2 separate regions of the Mus musculus genome follow, and region 2 is linked to region 1. Evidence: chromatin contacts called from public promoter capture Hi-C data. All regions are on one chromosome and are shown on one strand. Each heading gives the region's core, a stretch centred on a gene start, on an enhancer-like site or on the middle of the called end of the contact. The rest is flanking DNA. Distances are from core to core; before and after follow the strand shown.

Evidence for each region. Promoter capture Hi-C pulls out the DNA fragments that hold promoters and counts their contacts.
Region 2: a promoter capture Hi-C map of the HPC-7 cell line shows a contact between it and region 1. The contact joins the promoter of Eef1e1 here to the enhancer-like site in region 1. A contact is called at or near these places in 3 of 39 promoter capture datasets (the HPC-7 cell line, frontonasal cranial neural crest and pre-B cells), 4 of 115 datasets of contacts at active chromatin or transcription factors (the NIH/3T3 cell line, astrocytes, embryonic limb bud and 1 more) and 1 of 9 other capture datasets (adipose tissue).

What each region holds. Positions count from the first base shown.
Region 1 is chr13:38,007,778-38,012,282 of GRCm38.p6, reverse strand. Cage1 (cancer antigen 1) reads left to right here. Exons shown (of 13, transcript NM_027724.2): 11 at 865-935; 12 at 4,275-4,343. Among named protein-coding and RNA genes, the nearest start is that of Ssr1, 16 kb to the right of the region's middle. Within about 2 kb of position 1,497, at least 107 of the 459 cell types and tissues checked have an H3K27ac peak or open chromatin away from gene starts, as enhancers often do. A contact at or near this core is called in the HPC-7 cell line and fetal liver, where this site is marked.
Region 2 is chr13:38,657,725-38,661,968 of GRCm38.p6, reverse strand. Eef1e1 (eukaryotic translation elongation factor 1 epsilon 1) reads left to right here and starts at 2,941. Exons shown (of 4, transcript NM_025380.2): 1 at 2,941-3,062. The coding sequence starts at 2,976.

The DNA of each region.
Region 1 (4,505 bases), core at 248-2,747:
CTTTTGGTCCTCAGCATAAAGACCAAACCAAACACTGATGCTAAACTTAACCCCAACCTCACATCAGATCTAACGGAACTCCAGAACTAAAGGGATCTGAGGTTTGCCACTTTTACCCCTAATGGCGCCCCCCATCTCCCAATGCATGTTAAATGCCCTCATTAGCTGGGTAGCCAGCTGGGACGTGCTCAAGAAAGTCTTCATTTTGTTATTTTACCTTCAAAGTAACTAAACATCTTACCAAGTTAGTGTTTTACTTTACTTTTTTTGTTTGTTTTCATTTTGGTCTTTTGCGACAATGTGGCCCAGTCTGGCCTTGGAATCCCAAATTCTGTTGCCTCAGCCCCACAGGTACTGAAATTGCAGGCATAAGCCAACCAAGACCGCATTAATTTAACCTAATAGGCTATAATTGTTACCTGGCCCTTCTGTCACTGTGAGGAACACAGTAGATTACAGTGAGTTTCTGGGACTCCCATTTCCATGATGAGAGTATTTAAAATCATTGTTATTCATATTTCTTTTCTTTTTTTCCTTTTTCTTTCTTTTTTTTTTTTTCCCGAGACAGGGTTTCTCTGTATAGCCCTGGCTGTCCTGGAACTCACTTTGTAGACCAGGCTGGCCTCGAACTCAGAAATCCACCTGCCTCTGCCTCCCGAGTGCTGGGATTAGAGGTGTGCGCCACCAAACCCGGCATTATTCATATTTCTGATACCAAAATAGAAAACGAATGTTTTGTCTGTTGTAAAAATTTTACTTATTGTCGTCAAATAATTAAACTTCAACTTGTAAAGATTTTTAAACGAAGAAAACAAAATTAAATACAAATACTTGTATTTATAAAAAAAAAATTGTTTTCTCAAGGTAACGTCATATGAAGAAATTATCAAATGTGCTGACCAAAGACTTGAGATATCACATTCTCAGATTGCACAGTAAGTTAAGAAAACTATTTTTTTGTAAAATTTTTTGACTGTCTACTGATGTTTTGTTTTATTTTCTGACTTCTAAAGTTTTTTTCCCTCTGACTCTTAGAAATAGGATAACAGGGCGTGCTGTATCCTTTAGTATAGACTAAACCATCACACACACACACACACACACACACACACACACACACACACACACACACACACACACACACACCAACACCAACCTGGTTCCAAACAAGCTACTTTATTACTTCTTGCATCTGGGGCACAGCCTGGCTTCTGGCAGACTGCTTCCTTGCCTTCTACTGTTTTCAAGGGTTTTACAGCTTTTTCTGAGAATTTTGGTATTACAAACGAACTTCTTAAAAAGGTACCACCAGCTTACATTTAATCCAAAGCAAAAGTATCTCAGGCAGTTTGAGACTTATAATCTTGGATTTCGTTTATTTATTTATTTTTTAATCTTCATTGGCCTTGGGTAACCTGGCTGCTAGGCTGTGAGGTGCTGTTCCTGTCTTCCGGGCTGTCCAGCCACAGGAAGAGCTCTTACAAGAAGCTACCATGGCCCCACCCCTGTGGGTGGTAGAGCTATGGTGAGGATTGGCCACTCGCCTGCCCACCGGAAGGAGACACAAGAAGTCAGTTCTCTCCAGCTGACTATGTCAGGAATCAGCTGTCTTCACTGCATCCCCACCAACACCAGCTACAATCCACCACCAACTACCAGGATGGTAGTTCCCGCTTCTGGGTGGAACTGCCATCCTGCCTGTGCCAGCAGTTGATCTGCAGAACAGACCTGGGCTTGTCAGCACTGCCTCCCTCCCCATCCAACCCTCTCCCACCTGGTGGACAGACAGCCACCACACAGCAGACTCTCAGGGGGCTGTAGGGCAAATTGGTCCTGAGAGCCCCAATATCGAACATGGCAGTCAGTCAGTCATCAAGTTTGCCAAAGGCCACCCTGGGCCCCAGAACTGAGCAGGCACAGTTGGTGAGCACATATGGGCCCATTTGGAAGCTGGACCACAGCTCAGCAATGGGAACCAGCACACAAGACTTCCCTCCTCCTTCAGTGACAGCTTTGTGGCAGGGTTACTCCCACAGGGTAAAGAGGAACTGCTGAGCGCCAGCAACTGTTGCTTGCCAAACCACTTACCCCAGAGAGCCACCCTGCAGCTAATCTTTCCCTGCCAGAGTATCACCAGCCCACAGCTCCACTCCCCAGAGTTCGTGATACCCCGTTCTGCCTGTCAGAGGATCCCCTAACCAGAGTGGGAGAACAGCCCCCACGCATGTGGTTGGTTACCTGAGCATCTGTTTGCAAACCCACACAAATGAGAAACCTTACCACTGACAGAGGCAGCTGTGGGTAGACATGCAGGCTCCAATAAACTGCCATTGGCACTACTGCAATACACAGGACATGGACCTTCCATCATGACCCAGCCTTCTCCAGATGGGACTGCCACACCTTACAATTCCTGGGCAGCTAGGTGTGCTGATATGTCTTTAATCCCAGCCCTTGGGAATGCAGTGCAGATGGATCTTTGAGTTTGAGGTCAACCTGGTCTACAGATGGAGTTCCAGGACCATCAGGGCTACACAGAGAACCCCCACCCCCACCCCGTCTTAAAAAAAACCAAAAACCAACCAAATCAACAAAAGTTATTGTGCAAGCCCAAACAACAGAACGGCCAGGACACAGTTCAACCTGTCCCCCAGACCCTAGTCTTTCACATCCTTTCCAAGAAGGGGCTAGCTGACTAGCCTAGCCTGGTTGATTATGAAAGTATACAACCTGGAGAACAGGAATCTAGACGACGGAGATCAATAGATGGGTCTAAGAGCCACTCTTATCTTATCCCCATCCCAAATCCAAATTCTGAACACCTGCATATACAAAATGTCAGAGATGGGCTGGAAGTTTGGGGTATCAGGGTTTATGTCAGGTCCAAGTTAGGAAGAGGAAGACAAGAACCCCCTTAGCTTGTTTCTACGATACAACACAGATACAGAGATTGTCCTGTGTGCTTGTCAATTTCTAAAAATGATGATCAACATTAGAAGCAGAAGAAATCGAGGCATAGAAAATGTTCTAACATCTTAAATAGTGGCACAGTTCTAAGGGTACAAAATGATCTATGTTATGACCTAAACCAGGTAAAAACATCTGCCGAGTGTGTGTGTGTGTGTGTGTGTGTGTGTAAGTCAAAGGGACTCAGTTATTCTCCTTCCACTGTGGGTTCTGGGAATTGAGCTCAGGTTGAGGCTTGTGTGCCAAGAGCTGTTGCCCACCGAGCTATCTCACTGGCCCCTACATTCTGCCCGCCTTTGGTGTTTCCTGAGCCCTGCCAGCCTGGTTTTTTGACTTTCATTTCCTTGGTAACTTGACTTCCATCTGTCACTTTCAATCTGTGACTGGCTTTTGCCATTATGTTGTATTTCCTAGAGACAGAAGAAACTTGAATCTTCCCTTTTAATCCAGGCAGCCATTCAGTGTCTTAATTGGTTACTTGGACTTGAACCCACTTACACTTAGAGTTAATACTGAGAGCTGCGCTGCTTCCTGTGACTTGGTTGGTTGTTTTCTGGTTAACTGGGTTATTACTTATTCTTGTCTCTCTCTCCATCTGAGGGGTTGTGGGTCTGGGGGCTCCTTGTTCAGAATCTTCCTCCTCTTTAGTTAAGGTTCCCTTTACGTATCCTTTGCAGTGTTGGCTTGGTGGTCTTGGGTTGTTTTAGTGTGTGTTTGTCTTGAAACATCCATATTTCTACCATCTAACATTCTGGAAGACAATTTTCTGGATAACCTTATTTGGAAGGCACTTTGCTTCTAGGACTTGAACTATATCATTCCATTCTTCTGGATTTAGGGCTTCCTTTTAGAGGTTTGATGCACTGTGTTTACCTTTGAATCATTCCGTTCTTTCTGGTTAGAGGTTTGATGCACTGTGTTTGCCTCTGTAGTGAGTTGGCCTTTTTTTACTTGTAGTTTTTAGTACTGTTTGTTTTGAACCTTTTTTTTTTCCTAGCATGTTGACTATGTGCCCTGAAGAGTCTATTAGAGATTCTAAATGTCTCTCTTGCTTGGAGCTATATCTGTCTCTGAATCTCTGTCTCTGTCTTTCTCTCTGTCTCTGCCTCGGTCTCTCTCTTTCAATGCCTAAGAATAGAAACCATGCAAATCTCTAGCAGGCCAACAGAATACTGCGGCCATGCTGTGACACCACCAAGCATTTTCCCTCACAGTAATAGAGCAGTAACTAAGTCTCCAAAGAATCTACAAAATATTCATCTAGAAAAGTTCATTTTTGTATAAAATGCAATTGTTTCTTTCTTTAGCTTGGAAGAGAGGAATAGACATTTAGAAGATTTAATTAGAATGCCCAGAGAGAAAGCCAAAAGGCCAAGGTAAGTTTTCCTTCTGTTTAAAAAGAAAACGATGTCTTTAAAATTCGTATAGTAAGTAATACATTTAATTTTTTCTCCCCTTACATTTTTATTTAAGATAATAAGATAAATATGAAGTATTTTGTGCTTTCCTAGGATAAAGTAGTTGCTTGATCAAAGTTT
Region 2 (4,244 bases), core at 1,692-4,191, 650 kb before region 1:
TCTTCACGCCTGTCTTAGTTAGGGTTCCCATTGCTGTGCAGAGACATCATGATCACAACAACTCTTATAAAGGAAAACATTTAACTGGGGCTAGCTTATAGTTCTGAGGTTTAGTTCATCATCATCATGCTGGGAAGCATGGCAGCATGCAGGCAGACATGGTGCTGAAGAGGTAGAGTTCTCCATTTGGATCCACAGGCAACAGGAAGAGAGTGAGACACTGGGCCTGGCTTGAGCATCTGAGACCTCAAAACCCTCAACCTTCTTCCAACAATGCCACAACTACTCTAACAAGGCCACACCTCCCAAGAGTGTCAGTCCCTATGAGCCTATATGGTGGTTTTCATTCAAACTACCACAATGTCCAGGGTCAAAGCACTCCTCATATCTGAAACTCCTTCCGGATTTGTTGAATGCAGCATATTTCTCCATCTTGGGCCATTTCCACACCTTATCTGCAAGTTTCCTAGCCAGGTATCCCAAGACTTTGGCATCTCCACCATCCTGCGGTCTACACAATTCAGGCTTCACCTTCAGAGCTTCTCACAATGGCTTCTCTGGACCTCCATGCAGGGACACCCCTGACACATGCCCAGCCTCAGCAACTTTCCTTAACCAAGGAGGGAGAGTCCTCAGTCCCTTCCTTGTATCCTTGACTCTAAAGCTAGGACCACATAGTGAAGCTGCCAGGTTCTGCACCTTGCTAGGTTGGAACTTGCTCCCCTCACTCAAACACGTGTGCATCAACTTTGGTTTTTTTATGGTTTCCATCACTGTTTAAGCTTTTCTTTAATTTTTTCACAAGTTGGAAGCTTAGCTGCGTGAGGATCTTGTCCTGAAGTCACCACTCCCTTTACTCCATGTAGCTTCAGGCTTTCCTTTAAACTTTGTATCTCTTTGAGCGCCAGACTTGGCTCCAACATCCCGGTGCTCTCTTTCTCCTCAAACAGTATCTTTTGTATTTTTTTTTCCTTGCTCCTTTTCATTATAGATCTGGCTAAGTGTGACCACCAACAACTGCATGACACAGTCAATCCTGGGCTACCTTGAAATCTCTGCCAACAGTATTAATCCAAAGTCTTCAATTTAGGTTGGTTTTTTTGTTTGTTTGTTTGTTTGTTTTTTTAATTTTAGGACAAGGGCACAAGGGAGCTACTACATTCTTTGCTAAAATATCATAAGAATGGTTTCTTGGCCACTCACTAAAATTCCTCCCCTCTGAAATTTCTTGATCTGGGCCCCATAGTTCAAATCACCCTCAGCATTGTTTTCCATGCCCCTACTAGGAAGGTCCATTAAGTTTCACTTATAGCATCCAAAGACTTTTCTAGTCCAAGTCCCAAAGTCTTCCATATTCCCCCAATGTTGCGGCCGCCAGCAGCTCGCAACATGAACGGTTCGACTGAGAAGGCCACTCGAGCTGTAAGAGAGGAATCTAGACGGGGCGAAAGAAGAAACGGAGCTAAGACAAATTCATTCTGATCAAAGCTCAAATTTTATTGTTGCGACACTAGTTATAAAGGAAGGGGGAGGGGACCCAACTCCCGACGAATAATCTCTGGTCCAGTAGAAAGGTGCACCTCCGCAGGTTCTAGCAGTGGGCGTGGCAGAACGAATGAGCAGGAAGCTCCACCCCTGAACAAGCAGGTTTCAGGCTGGGGGAGGGGAGACTACACCCCAACAAACAGAATAATCAAGCCTGTCACAGCAACATCTTGGTTCCTGGTACCAGCTTCTGTCTTGGTCACTGTTCATTTGCCTATAATCACCATTTTTATTCAAACCACCACATAAGGATTCAACTTGTCTCAGTTAGAGTTTCTATTGTTGTAAAGAGACACCATGAGTTACTATTAACTTTTATAAAGAAAAACATTTAGTTAGGGCTGCCTTACGGGTTCAGAAATTTAGTCCATTATCATTACAGTGAGTCTCATGGCCCCAGGCAGGCAGACATGATGCTGAAGGAGCCAAGAGTTTTATATCTGGATCAGCAGGAGGCAAGGAAAAAAAAAAAAAAAGAATGCCACTAGGATCTGAAACCTCAAAGCCCACCCCCACTGCCACATTTTCTCTAACAAGGCCACACCTACTCCAACGAGGTCACGCCAATAGTGACACTCCCGGTGAGCATATGGAGGCTCATTTTCTTTCTTTTGGGGGGGGGGGAGAGGAGGGGTTCGAGACAGGGATTCTCTGTGTATCCCTGGCTGTCCTGGAACTCACTTTGTAGACCAGGCTGGCCTCGAACTCAGAAATCTGCCTGCCCCTGCCTCTGCCTCCCGAGTGCTGGGATTAAAGGCGTGCACCACCACGCCCGGTTGGGGGCTTATTTTCGTTCAAACAACCACAGATCTCAAGTTCCCTTGCTAGGTCACTGGCCCTTATCCTTATTTTAATTTAAGATTGTTCTATAATTTTCTTATTTGGAGAACTATTTGACGAGTTTGGGAATCAATGCTTTATATTTATAAAACAAATAATCTAAATTATTCTTCTGATCTACAATAGTTTTATAAGCATTGTAATGAATGATTCAATCTTTAAGATTCGGATACATTCAGCCAGGCAGTGGTGGTGCATGCCTTTAATCCCAGCATTTGGGAGGCAGAGGCAGGCGAATTTCTGAGTTCGAGGCTAGCCTGGTCTACAGAGTGAGTTCCAGGTTAGTCAGGGCTATACAGAGAAACCCTGTCTCAGAAAACAAAACTAAGATTCGGATACATTCTTCTGTGAAACTGTCTACACTCCGTGCTCTCCTCTGCCTACTGTGAGCAATCCACCGGACTCCGAATGTGGTTGGCCCCGCCCTTAATTACGAACCGCCCCCTGCCTTGAGCTGACTCCGCCCCTTTCGCGCAGGCGCGCTTGCCGTCCTCCCAGCCAATCGTGGGAGACATCTGTGGGGCCGGACTTCCTGCTCAATCAAGGTCCTAGCTGTGCAGGCCCCGCCTCCCTAGGAGCTGGGCCAGAAGATGGCGGCGGCCGCGGAGTTGAGGCTGCTGGAGAAGAGTCTGGGACTGAAGCCGGGGAATAAGTACAGTGCTCAGGGCGAGCGGCAGGTGAGGCGCAGCGGTAGGAAAGCAGCAGGGCGGCGGGGTGACCCGGAGCCTACGCGACCCGGCCGGGGCATCGGAATGGACTCCGCTCCCCACGTGCGTGCGGGGCGGGCCGCGTGGCTCGGTCTGGACCTCCAGGCAAATGTCACCGTCCTCCCCTCGGGGAGCAGAAAGCCAGTTCGCGGAGGCCTGGGCAGAGTCAGGGGTTCAGATCCCTGTAGGCGGCCGTTAGCCGTGCCTGGTCCTTTCATTCAGCGACCGCCTTTCCAGCGGCTGGCCGGGCGAGCGGTACAGATTCCTGGAAGCCGCCTGGCGGAGGGAACACGGAATAGGACCCTGCTCATTCTGGCGACACACCCGCTTGGATGTGCATTGTGCAGAGAATTGAGGAAGATTCCGGGTGTGGGGCAGTGGAATGCTTGGTGAGATAGAAGAATCCTGATTTCTTAGGGTGTAGAAAGTGAGTCCTTTGTAACTCATCATTTGCCGTAGAAAGATGGTACTAGAGGAAGAATGGTAGTGGGAAACCATAGAGTGTGCCTTGAACGGGATTCCAGATCTAGATGGCTTGTTCCTGTTTGGGCCCAAAGGTTTTGTTTTGTTTTGTTTTTTCCTTTAATGTCTAAATCGTAGCGGTATTGTGGGGTTCACAGTAACTTAATGTGGCACCTGGAAAGGTTAAATGACTTGCCTGCCGTAGGCTGCGAAGGCCATCCTCCCCAGAGGTGATGTGCTCTGTCCTCAGCCCAGTTTCCTTTGCACACCCTCTTTTTTGGCTTTGCCGAGACATGAGAGACAGTCTTGCTTTCAAGGCATGAGGGACAGTCACCAGCAATTAAGGGCCCAATAGGACAAGCGACAGGGGAGGAATACATTGAGGACAGTGGCACAGTGCCACAGAGGAGGTGGGATTTAAGCTTCAGTGAGAAGCTGGTGTTCAAGAGATTAGACTTGGAAGGATGTAGAAAACCAGTGAATTACTATGTAAGTTTGGGTCCAGTAAGCCACCCAAAACAGAGTAGTGCAATACAGAATAAACCCAAGTTCAGTCTTAGACCAAGTTCAGTTTGAAGTTCAGAGTTGGGTTTTAGTGCCTTGTGTAATGGAAACGTTTCACAGTGAGTCCCAGTTGAAAGTTTCTGGTTTTCTGTGAGTACAGACCAAAGACTAGAGATGAAATCACCG